Linked DNA regions of Sus scrofa: region 1 is linked to region 2. A link is a contact called in public HiChIP or PLAC-seq data. All regions are on one chromosome and are shown on one strand. The core of a region is the stretch at or near the end of the contact, and the rest is flanking DNA. Distances in the headings are between cores, read along the strand shown.

What was found. HiChIP or PLAC-seq counts read pairs in DNA pulled down with a chosen protein or histone mark.
Region 1: an H3K27ac HiChIP or PLAC-seq map of alveolar macrophages shows a contact between it and region 2. The contact joins the enhancer-like site here to the promoter of BNIP3L in region 2. A contact is called at or near these places in 1 of 5 promoter capture datasets (liver), 8 of 47 Hi-C or Micro-C datasets (alveolar macrophages, embryonic fibroblasts, epiblast stem cells and 5 more) and 2 of 2 datasets of contacts at active chromatin or transcription factors (alveolar macrophages and skeletal muscle).

What each region holds. Positions count from the first base shown.
Region 1 is chr14:10,379,171-10,385,657 of Sscrofa11.1, forward strand. No RefSeq gene overlaps it. Among named protein-coding and RNA genes, the nearest start is that of PNMA2, 46 kb to the right of the region's middle. Within about 2 kb of position 4,276, at least 76 of the 83 cell types and tissues checked have an H3K27ac peak or open chromatin away from gene starts, as enhancers often do. A contact at or near this core is called in alveolar macrophages, embryonic fibroblasts, epiblast stem cells and 4 more, where this site is marked.
Region 2 is chr14:10,314,457-10,320,085 of Sscrofa11.1, forward strand. BNIP3L (BCL2/adenovirus E1B 19 kDa protein-interacting protein 3-like) reads left to right here and starts at 4,232. Exons shown (of 6, transcript XM_001927592.4): 1 at 4,232-4,434. The coding sequence starts at 4,338.

The DNA of each region.
Region 1 (6,487 bases), core at 3,026-5,525, 65 kb after region 2:
TTTTTTTTTTTTTTTTTTTTTTTTTTTTTGGTCTTTTTAGGGCCACACCTGCGGCATATGGAGGTTCCCAGGCTAGGGGTTGAACTGGAACTCTAGTTGCTGGCCTACACCAAGCCATAGCAATGCAAGATCTGGGCTGAATCTGCGACCTACATCACAGCTCTTGGAAACGCTGGATCCTTAACTCACTGAGCAAGGCCAGGGATTGAACCTGTGTCCTCATGGATATTAGATTCGTTTCCGCTGAGCCATGACAGGAACTCCTGAGCAACTTTTAAATATATAAATACAAGTATATTAACTACTAGTTTTTATTGCAGTGAGATATTGTGGCCTGTACAATTTCTACTTTTGAGATGTATAGGCTTTTTAAAAAGAATATACATATTCTCTGTAAAGGTAAATAGAGAGCTCTTAAAATTATAGAACGTGATACAAACAACAAATTTATGGTTACAAAGGGGAAAGGTACAGGATAAATGGGGAATTTGGGATTAAAGATACACAGTGCTAAATATAAAATAGGAAATAATAAGGTCTTACTGTATGGCACAGGGAACTATATTCAATATCTTGTAATAACCTATAATGGAAAAGAATCTAAATATATATATATATATATATAAAACTGAATCACTTTGCTGTACACCTTAAATATAGTCAATCACCTAGACATCAATTAAAAAAATGTGGGTACAAAAAAATTTTAGATTAGAGCCTAAAAAAAAAAAAAAACCCATAAAACTCTTGAGAAGAAAACATAGGGATAAGACTTCATGACATGAGATTTGCCAATTATTTCTTGGGTACGACACCAAAAGCACAGACAAAAGAGGAAAATTAAATAAATTGAACTTTATCAAAATTAAAAACTTACACTTAAGGATAGTATCAACAGAATGAAAAGGCAACCTACAAAATGGAAGAAGATATTTGCAAATCATATATCTGCTAAGGAATGAATATCTAGTATATACCCCAATGAGGAGTTCCAGTCGTGTCTCAGCAGTAACAAATCCAACTAGTATCTATGAGGATACACCGATCCCTTGCTGATGTGGGCTGCAGCTCTGATTCAACTTCTAGCCTGGGAACTTCCACATGCCACAGGCCCTAAAAAGAAAAAAAAAAAAAATCACAATGAGCTACCACCTTACACGCAACTGTATGGCTGGGTTTTTTTTTTTTAAAGAAAGAACCAACAAATGTAAGAAAATAACAAATGCAATCAAGGATATAGATGAATTGGAATGCTTGTGCCTTGCTGGAGGGAATGCAAAATGATACAGCTGCAGCACAGTATGGCAATTCCTCATAAAATTAAATAAAGAATGGTCTGTATGACCAAGCAATTCCACTTCTGGGTATATACCTAGAAAAATTGAAAACAGGGACTCGAACAGATATTTGTACATACATGTTAATGGCAGCATTATCACAGTAGCCAGAAGGTGGAAACAACACGTGTCCATCAACAGATGAATAGATACACACAATGTATTATATACATAAAACGGAAGGTTATTCAGTCTTAAACGGGAAGGAAATGCCGACATGGATGAGCCTTGAGAACATTATGCTGAGTGAAATAAGCCAGACACAAAATACTGTTGAATCCATTTATGCAAAGTACCTAGAGCTGTCAGATTCAGAGACAGAAATTAGGATATGGTTGCCTGGGCTGCAGGGGTTAGAGAGGAGGAATGGGAAGTTAGACTTAGTGGGTACAGAGTTGCAGGTTGGAGTTCCCGTTGTGGTGCAGCAGAAGCGAATTGACTGGGAACCATGAGATTTCGGGTTTGATCCCTGGCCTCACTCAGTGGGTTAAGGATCTGGCGTTGCCATGAGGTGTGGTGTAGGTCGCAGATGCGGCTGGGATCCCGAGCTGCTAGGGCTGTGGTGTAGGCCAGCAGCTGTAGTTCCAATTGGACCCCTAGCCCGGGAGCCTCCATGTGCTGCTAGTGCAGCCCTGAAAAAAAAAAAAAAAAGTTGCAGGTTGAGAAAATAAGTTCCTAAAAAGGGCCACACTCTTGGAATATGCAGGTTCCCAGGGTAGGTGTCCAAGCGGAACTGTAGCCACTGGCCTATGCCAGGGCCACAGCAATGCAGGATCTAAGTTGAATCTGCTACCTACACCACAGCTCATGGCAATGCCAGATCCTCAACCCACTTAGCAAGGCCAGGGATCGAACCTGAAACCTCATGGATGCTAGTCAGTTTTGCCAGCTGCTGAGCCAAGATGAGAACTCTGTGAATGTTCTTAATGTCATCAAACCATACATATAAAAAGGGCTACACTGCTAGATTTTTTTTTTTACTGATTTTTGTTAAGTATATTTTAACCACAATAAAAAGTAAATAAATCAAGTGAATTTCTTTTTCAGTACTTCCATGTCACCATTCTCTTATGAGATCAGACCAAGATGGAAGGAGTTAGTTTCTAAAATCAATGTGATATTTAGGATTTTCCTTGTTCTTTGAACAGCTTTTATTTTAAATAAGTTGATATCATACTATTCAAGACTTAAGGGTCTGTGACTGTTATTTCCTTTTTTTTAAATAAATACAAAAAAAGTATTTTTTCCACATTTCCTTTGTTTCATTTATGGTTTCCCCTTTGAATTCCACTTTGTATGACATTGGATTTATCACCTCTGCTTTCTTTTTTGGCTTGTACCTCATTCACTCCTTCTTTCCTTCAGTCAGTAAAGAGCCACGTGCTCCTGCTGTTGCCGTTCTGGGTGCTGAGGATAGAGCAGGCAACAAAAAAAACCAAAATAAAATTATCGTTACCCTCCTGGAACTTACATTATGGTGCAAGAAAAAGAATGTAAAACAAGATAAAAATAGGATCTAGTGTTTCAGGTCCTTTTTTTTTTTTTTTTTTTTTTTTTTGCGACACCGGGGCATGCAGAAGTTCCCGGGCAAAGCATGGAACACTTGCCATAGCAGCGACCCAAGCCGCTACAGTGACAAAGCAGGATCCTCAACCCGCCGAGACACAAGAGCATTTCTTAGGTCCTTTCTATGCAAAGTGTCCTGCACAGCTCCATAGGCAGCAGTAGCACAGTGCGTGAGCGAGTTAGAAACACAGGCACCCACGTTGGACCAACTGAATGGGCATATGCGTTGTAGAAAGTTTCCAAGGTGACCCACCGCACTTTCGGGTTTGAAAAGTACTGCTTAGATCCTGATAAATGCTAGGGAGAAAAGGTGAACTGTGAAGGGGTTGGCCTCGATGGGAAGGAGACTTTGAGTAGAGGAGGCGAGCTCCGCAGATACCCGGAGGAAGAAGCTGCAGCAAAAGGTAAGACAGAGCAAGCGGGTGAAGGAGACTCTGGAAGAAGCCGACTCCTCCTCCCCTGACCTTTATTCCAGGCCTTTTGTTTTGGGTGTGCTCCTGCTGCGGCGCAGTGTCTGAGCGCGGCTCTTTGGGCGGTATAGCTAGATCTCCATTCGCAGGATGCTAGCAGCGCCGTGCACTGTGCTTACTCTTGTGCACTGATACGTAGCTTTTCCGCCCAGAGTTGCTGCCATTCCGTCACAGCTCCCAAGGCTTTCTCTTTGAAACGCCCCCCCCCCACCAACCTGCCAGGCTAGTACAGGAAAAAATCCCAAGGCCACCCTTTCAGTTTACCCTTTCTCTCGGCTTCCCCTACCTAAACGTTCCGCCCTAAGCTCCGCCTCTCATCCCTGCGATCTTCCCGTTTTTCAATGCCTGCACCATCGAAACTCTTAGGACAGTAGTCCAGGCAAGTGGATCACAAATGGGGCCGAAAATCAACCAGGCCTTCAATGGCCCTTGGTTTCTGAGCGTGAGGACGCGGACTCCGGCCTGGATCCCCAAAAGAACCAGCCTCCGCCGCCCAGCCTGGGACCTTGGCGCAGCCACTTGATCCCGCCACTCTGTTCTTTCCTCCGATATGAGGAGATAACACCGCCTCACTGGGTTGTTTTGAGGCCCAAGAGAGAGCATTTGTAGGAGAGTATTTTGTAAGCGACAGAGGGCCAAACACACGCAACTAACTTCAGTTCTCTGATTGCGGCTAAATGATAGATGTCTGGCTCCCTCCCCCCACCCTACCCCGGCCATCTTCCGGTTTCTTCCGCACCCGGAGTTGCCCTCCCGCCGGGTGACTGCACACACCATACATGATTCCGCATCTCCGGCCACAGGTTTCCCCCGGGAAGAGAGGCTGGGTGCGGAGGAGAGGGCTGATTGGCTGGGCAGGAAGTGGGACGAGCGGTGACGTGCAGAGCCCGGGAGAATACGCCTAGCTGTGCCGGGGCTGCGGCGAGGGCGGGGGCAGGGGCGGGACCGAAAGGGTGCTGACCTGTAGAGAGGCGGGGTGGTGGGGAGAAGTGGGGAACTCAGAAGGATTGGAGAGAAGGGAGAGGGGGCGGAGGAAGGAGGAGGGAAGGGTGGGGTCGGGCAGGGTGGAGAAGAGATGGAGAGCGAAAGGAACAGTGTGGAGAGGGGAGATGGGCGGGGCGGGAGGGGGGTGCGGGCAGGAAAGTGGGATCGGGGACACCCTGGGGAGGAGGGGGAAGGGGCGGAATGAGGAGGGGGGATGGGTGGGGAAGGGTGGGGATGGGTGGGGATGGGCGGGGTGGAAGGGGGAAGGAGAGGGAAAGAACTGGAAGTGGAGGGTAGAGTCTGACCGAGAGGAAAAGGGGAGGGCCGGGGTGGAAAAGAGATGGGGGCAAGGGGCCCCTTTCTTTGGCCTGGGTGGAGACCTGGTCTCGTCCGGCGGGTCAAGCGGAAGACTGTCCCTGGTGAATCGTCACTGGTCCGTAGGGGAAGGGACAGAGCCTGAGTTGCGGAGGAGGGGGCTCGGGAGAGAGAGGCACCCGCAGAGGCGCCAGGCGGGAATAGGGTTTAGCAGGCGCCCGCGGAGACTTGGCTCCGCGCGTCGCTGCGCCTGGGAGGTTTCTCTTCACAGCGCGTTTCTGGGCCTTTCGGTTCTTCCCCCGCCGGCAGTTCTCACAGCCGCCGCCCTTTCCTCCCTTGGCCGCTGTCCCGCGCAGGAGCGAAGGGCAGTCGGGTTCGTGTCCCGGCACTGTCTGGCTGGCTGGCGGGGCAGAGGGATGGGCACTCAGTGACCCGCAGCCCGACTTCCCTGTGGGCTCTGTGCGGGTTCTTGGGGTGTGGAACTGGAGTATGAGGTAACCAGGAGGACCCCAGGAGAAGGTACTTGTGGAGATCTGACCTCCGGGTTTGCCAGCATCAGGGCGGAGGAAGCATGGGCCTTGAAAGAAGGAAGGGATCTGGGTGCCCCCCAGGCCGGGAGAATGAGGAGATGGAGGAGCTGGCCTACTGGGGTCTAGGACTGGAGGAGTGAGAGGCCAGCCGGAAAGGTCCCGGCCCATTCAGTGCCTGCAGAGTCAGCTGTGTGACCCTCAGCTTTGTGACCCAGGGGGAGGTAGCCCTCCCAGCCTTTAAGTCTTCTCCTGCAGGTGGGACACTGCCTCACTGTTGTGAAGGTTTATAAAGTATGTGAAATGAGCTATTCCCAGCATGGCAGCTGCTTAGGAAGCTTAGTCCTTTTCCCTCCTGGAAGGAGAAGACGTTGAACTTGAGAGGCCTTGCTGGATACTTTAGAAACACAGCAAAGAGCCAAATAGAGTTCAACAGCACCAGTGTCTAAGAGTCAAATGGAACAGGCGCCTGAACAGACTGGCAATCTTCTTCCTCTTTTTTTTTTTTGTCTTTTTTTTAGGGACTCACCCACAGGATATGGAGGTTCCCAGGCTAGGGGTTGAATCATAGCTGTACACCACAGCCACAGCAATGCAGGATCCGAACTGAGTCTGCCACCTACACCACAGCTCAGGGCAATGCGAGATCCTTAACCCACTGAGCAAGGTCAGGGATCAATCCTGCGTCCTCATGGATGTTAGTCAGATTCCTTTCCGCTGAGCCACCACAGGAACTCCCCCTGGACATCCTCTGATATGCACATCTCCTTACAGGCTGGGTCTGTGTTAGGACTGACTGTGGTCTGTTTGTTTAGTCTTTGTGAGGGACTCTTACATAGCACCACAGAGGAATTTTATTGCTACTGATGGCATCACAATGGACAGACCCACACAGATGCACACATCTGGGGGCTTTCTCTGGCTCCTAGGTATATAGAACCATCCAGATTATCTTAAGTCAGAATTCCTTGATTTGCTAGTCTGTGCTGGGATCAGGATTTAACCTAACAGGGTCTAAGAGGCAGGATCCCAGAATTGCCCCTGCAGAGCCCTGGGCAAAAAAAAACTTTTGGCACCGGCCCAATCCCATGTCAAGATAAAGCACAGGGCAGAGTAACCTGCCTGAAGTCACACGGCTTGTGGGTTGGCTGTTGTGGAATTTTGACCTCACTGAGTCACTGATGGTTGAGAATGGCCTGGCAAAGCCATTCCATGACCCAATTTCTTCACCTGTGTGTCAGAAGCGAGGATGCTGGCTGTCTAGCTTCCCTTAAGGCAGGTGTGGTTT
Region 2 (5,629 bases), core at 2,982-5,481:
TGGTAACAAACCTGACTAGTATCTATGAAGACATGGGTTTGATTATCAGCCTTGTTCAGTGGGTTAATGATCTGGTGTTGCTGTGGCTGTGGCGTAGGCTGGCAGCTGCAGCTCCGATTCGACCCCTAGCCTGGGAACTTCCACAAGCTGTGGGTGCAGCCCTAAAAAGACTAAATAAATAAACACATACATACATACATAAACAAATGGGACCTAATTAAACTTAAAAGCTTTTGCATAGCAAAGGAAACCACAAACAAAACAAAATGACAGCCCACAGAATGGGAGGAAATATTTGCCATTGAAGTGACCAACAAGGGATTAATCTCCAAAATATATAAATAGGAGTTCTCTTGTGGTGCAGCAGGGTAAGGATCCACTGTTGTCACTGCAGTGGTGGGTTGCTGCCAAAAAAAAAAAAAAAGCGAGGGGGGATAGTAGAGGGAAAGGAGGAAGAAGAGGCATTCTACTAAGCTCACTATCGTTCCTTTTGGAGCATCAAAAGAAACCAACTAGAGACATTGAGGAATTATACAAATACATAGTTATAAAAAGGACTGACTGAACACAACTTTAAATTTCTAGGTTATACGATGAAATACACTGGAAAACAAATAGGCCCAAATTGAAAGATGCTTCAAGGTATTAACTGGAAAGCATGTTATAAAATGACAATATTAAATCCACATACATCCCAACTATCAATAACTACACAACACTGTATATCTACTCAGTAAAAATTTAAAAATATATAATTAAAAAATAAACTCTTAATAAATGTGTTAAATTGCTCTATTAAAAGAAAAAGAAACTCTGATTAGACCCAAATGCAAAGACTACTTTTTTGCAGTTATCAAGCGGCACACCAAATAGGAAGTGATTTATAACGGAAGGAACTTAAAAGAATGGGTAGAACTATTAAAAAATGTTGGGACTAAACAAGATAAGGATAATAACAATAATAAAAATCAGCATTATGATTTTAATATCAGACAAAGTTGGACTGAGGACAAAATTATGACAAATTCATAATGATAGTTATGAATATCTATGTATCAAATAAATGAAGCATCAACCATAACAAAAGAGATAGAAGAAATAGAAACATTAGGAATGGGAAATATAAATTGAAATCCACGAGACATACAAAGGTGAAAAATATAAAAAATTTATATGACATTATTATTAAGGTAGTTCCATTAGATACATCAAACTTGCTGCCCTGAACACAGAAACTATACTTTCTTTCAAATACTCATAAAACATTCCTAAAAAAGGAATTACATATTAGGTTTCAAAGAAAACCTAAGAAAAAAATCTCCAGGAGTTCCCGTTGTGGCGCAGTGGTTAATGAATCCGACTAGGAACCATGAAGTTGCAGGTTCGATTCCTGCCCTTGCTCAGTGGGTTAACCATCTGGCGTTGCCATGAGCTGCGGTGTAGGTCGCAGATCCCAAGTTGCTGTGGCTCTGGCATAGGCTGGCAGCTACAGCTCCAATTCGACCCCTGGCCTGGGAACCTCCATATGCCTCTGGAGCAGCCCAAGAAATGGCAAAAAGACAAAAAAACAAAACAAAAACAAAAACAAAAACTCCAAACTTGAAATAGTACAAAAATATACTCTAACCAGGGAAAAATTCTCAAACACCTAAATAAAAAAAAAATGAAATAAGCATCAGATATAAGTAGTTAGGAAAGAGGAAACATAACAACTAATGAGCACAGGGTTTCTTTTTGGGGTGACAAAAGTTCAAAATTAGATTAACGGCTGCACAACTTTGTGAATATAACAAAAACATTGAACTGTGAACTCTAAATGGATTAATTGTAAGGTATGTGAAGTATATCTCAATTAATCTGATAAAAAAGGCTTTAAGAATAATACAGTTTGGAAGAAGGAATTAGAGGGAGTTCCCATTGTGGCACAGTGGAAACAAACCCAACTAGTGTCCATGAGGATGCAGGTTCAATCTGTGGCCTTGCTCAGTGGGTTAGGGATCCAACGTTGCCGTGAACTGTGGTGTAGGTCGCAAATGTGGCTCGGATCCCAAGTTGTTCTAGCTGTGGCATTGGCCAGGAGCTACAGTTCCAATTCAACCCCTAGCCTGAGAACTTCCATATGCTGTGGGTTTGGCCCTAAAATGCAAAAAAAAAAAAAAAAGAGAGAGAGAGAGAGAGAAAGAGAGAGAGAAGGAATTAGATTATAAAAAGTCAATAAAACAGATATAAACCATTACCTAACATAATCCTGAGAAAAGAGAGGACATATAACACAATATAAGGAATAAAGGTAACATCCTACAGAAACAGAGCTAACCCCTCCCCCTAGAAAAAGCACTAGGTCTGGATGTTTCCTTAAGAGAAAAAAAAGTAATTTCAATTTTATCTATTTAAACCATAGAAAATGAAACTTTCTCATTAAAAAAAAATGAGTATAAAAAGATGAAGAAATGTTTACGACCTTTTTGAAGCACACCCTTTTTCTCTTTAGGGCTGCACTCAAAGCATATGGAGGTTCCCAGGCTAGGGGTCCAATCTGAGCTGTAGCCACTGACCTACACTACAGCTCACAGCAACTCTGGATCCATAACCCACTGAGTGAGAGCCAGGGATGGAACCTGCATCCTCATGGATGTTATTTGGGTTCTGTTAACTGCTGAGCCATGACGGGAACTCCTTGAAGAACATCTTTTTAAAAAATTCATGAACCCATCTACAAAACAGAAACAGAGTCACAGACTAGAGAACAGCCTTGTGGTCGCCAAGGTGAGGGAGGGGGAAGGAGAAGGATGAACTGGGAGTTTGGGGTTAGTAGATGCAAACTATTACCCTTGGAATGGAAAAGCAATGAGGTCCTACTGTTACAGCACAGGGAACTATATCCAATCTCCTGGGACAGACTATGATGGAAAAGAACATAAAAAAGAATGTACTTATATGTACAACCGAGTCACTTTTCTGACAGCAGAAACTGGCACAACGTTGTAAATCAACTATACTTTAATACAAACATTTTAAAAAACTTAGGATAGAATAAGGAGGGATATCAGCCTGAATGGTATACAACTTTGTAAATATGTCGATTATCTCCCCAAAGTTCATCTGAAGAGTAATTAGTCATGAAAAAATTTTTAAAGACAAAAAAGGAGGTCCTTTCTCTAATATTTATCTGATAGAGCTACTGTAGAGAAACCTGAAATGGACTCATTTAGAATTTGATAGAGGTGCCATTTTGGTGTGAAAAGGATGACTCAAAAATTAATATTGTTGGGTCAATTGGGAACAACTGAAGTTAAGCAATTCACAACACATAAAAATAAATTTCAGATGGATTAAGGGTATAAATACAAAAATTAAACCTATAAGAAAATTATAAAAATATATAGGGACTGGATTCAGTATCTTGCTGTGAGGGTGTTCCCAAGGCATATGAAAATAATAGATGTGATTGCCTGAAAATTTTAACTTCTGAGGAATGAAACAGGGTTAAAGGACAAGCGATAGGCTGAGATAAATGCCACACATAAATGAGACCAAGGAAACGACAAGTCATGGAGATACGAAGCAGGGCGAGTGTTCTGGAACATAGTTTACTGTCACTCACGTATAAGAAACATGGCTTCCCATGTTATGTCCTAGAAATTGTTAAGTGATGGAATGTGGATGATTGTTTTCTTCTCTATGTTTTCCTGAACTTTTCCATCTTTTTAAAACAAAGATTGCGTGGGGTCTGTAATGAAAAATTTTTGCATTATTTAACAACTAGAAAGTCTGGCCTGCCTTTATTGTTCCCTGCCTGGAGTGTCAATGTTCCACCAGCTTTATTTTAGGTTTACGACGGGGAGGCACCAGGGCTTCTTTTGCTTTCTTTGTGTCAGCACAATACCTATTACTGACTGAGTCCTTACAGATATTAAAAAAGAAATGCTCACAGATTGGATAAAACAATGTTGATACTGTAGGTGTGGGAGATTTGGGCGCCAGCGCCTGAGCGCCTTGCACTTCCTCATGACACACTTGTGCCCATCCTCTATCCTGGTTCCAGCCGCATACCTCACTCCATCCGGCCAATACAAATGACATGCAAGAATTCATTCCTGGCGCGGGCGTCACCGTGACTCGCGCGTCTCCAAGTCCGTGGCTCTCCTGGGCACGCCTGCGCCCCGCCCCGTCGCCAGTTGTGTTGTCATCACGTGGCTGGGGCGGGCCCTGACGTCAGGGGCGGGGGAGGGACTGCGCAGGCGCAGAAAAGGGGGCGGGGGACTCGGCTTGTTGTGTTGCTGCCGGAGAACCAGAGACGGTACTGCTGCGGTCGCAGCTCTTCCAGCCGCCTGACAATGTCTCACTTAGTAGAGCAGCCGCCTCCTCTGCACAACAACAACAACAACTGTGAGGAAGGTGAACAGTCTCTGCCCCCGCCAGCCGGCCTCAACAGTAAGTGCTGGCCCGGCGGGCTCGGTAAAGGGGATGGGGGAGGAGGAGCTGCTCGGGCCGCCGCCGCCAGCTCCGCGCTGGGGGCGGGAAAAGAAGGCAGCCCATTGGTCGAGGTCGAGGATGTGCGGGTGATTGACAGCTCCCATCACCCGTCAGGAGGAGTTGCTCTTATCTTCCTCCTGACCTCTCTCTTTTCCCTTCTGAGTTCTTGGGTGATGGGCTGTTGGGTTCGCCTTTGGGAAGGGTAGGTGGGTGGGAAGATCAGGGGGTCGAGCCGATCGCACCTGTGGTGAGCCCCTGAGTGCAGCCAATCGGGGCGTGGAGGGGCGGGCCTTGGGGCGCGGGGAGGGAGGGTGGGCGGAGCGGGCCGCCTAGGGGACGTGGGCAGGGATGGGGACGTGCGACGGGGACGCCGGGGGATGGACGCAGGCGCCGGTTTTAGGGGAGGGGGCGACCGAGGGACTGGCGGGTGGTCCAGTGTGCAGCGGAGCTTGGGCCAGGCCCGGTGACCACCCCTCACTGGGTCGGCCTTCCCTCCAGGGCTCGGAACGTGAGCCCTCTTGTTGCGTCCCTTTGTTAGCACAGACTGGTTAGGAAAATTATTTGGTAATTTAGTGGTTACTTGTATCACGTGAGGGGGGGTGAGGAAGCTATGATACTTTTTTTTTGAGAGGTTTCAGAGTTGCTCAAGTAATTTTTTTTTTTTTAAACGATGAGGTTATTTGCCCTGTAAACCTGATTATGAACAGCTCTTGAACCATCCAAGATCGCACAAATCACAGTGACTGGGGCAATGAATTTCGTACACCGGGGCAGTTGAAAGTTAAGGGCAGTATCGAATTACGACCAACTACAGTTGCTTTTCCTAACATCCTGGTGCTTAGACATCACGTCCTAAGGTTATTTCCAGTTGTCTTTAAAGCTGGCTGCAAGTCTTGGAAAGGTTCTTGCCTAACCTTCCTGTAATTCATCTCCTGGAAGAGGTGGTTGGGACAGTTAGCATATGGCCAGATGAAGTCGTTTAAAAATCATTTGGATGCTTAAATGACATTCAAAGGCACTTAAGTATCTTTCATCCTAGGGAGGTGTTTCAGCATGGCCTAAAAATTTTAGGGAAGCGAGTTCCTGTCCTCACAAGATGGGGATAGAATTTGAGTATTTTCAAGATGTTTTCATTCCTTATTGCTGCTGCTCC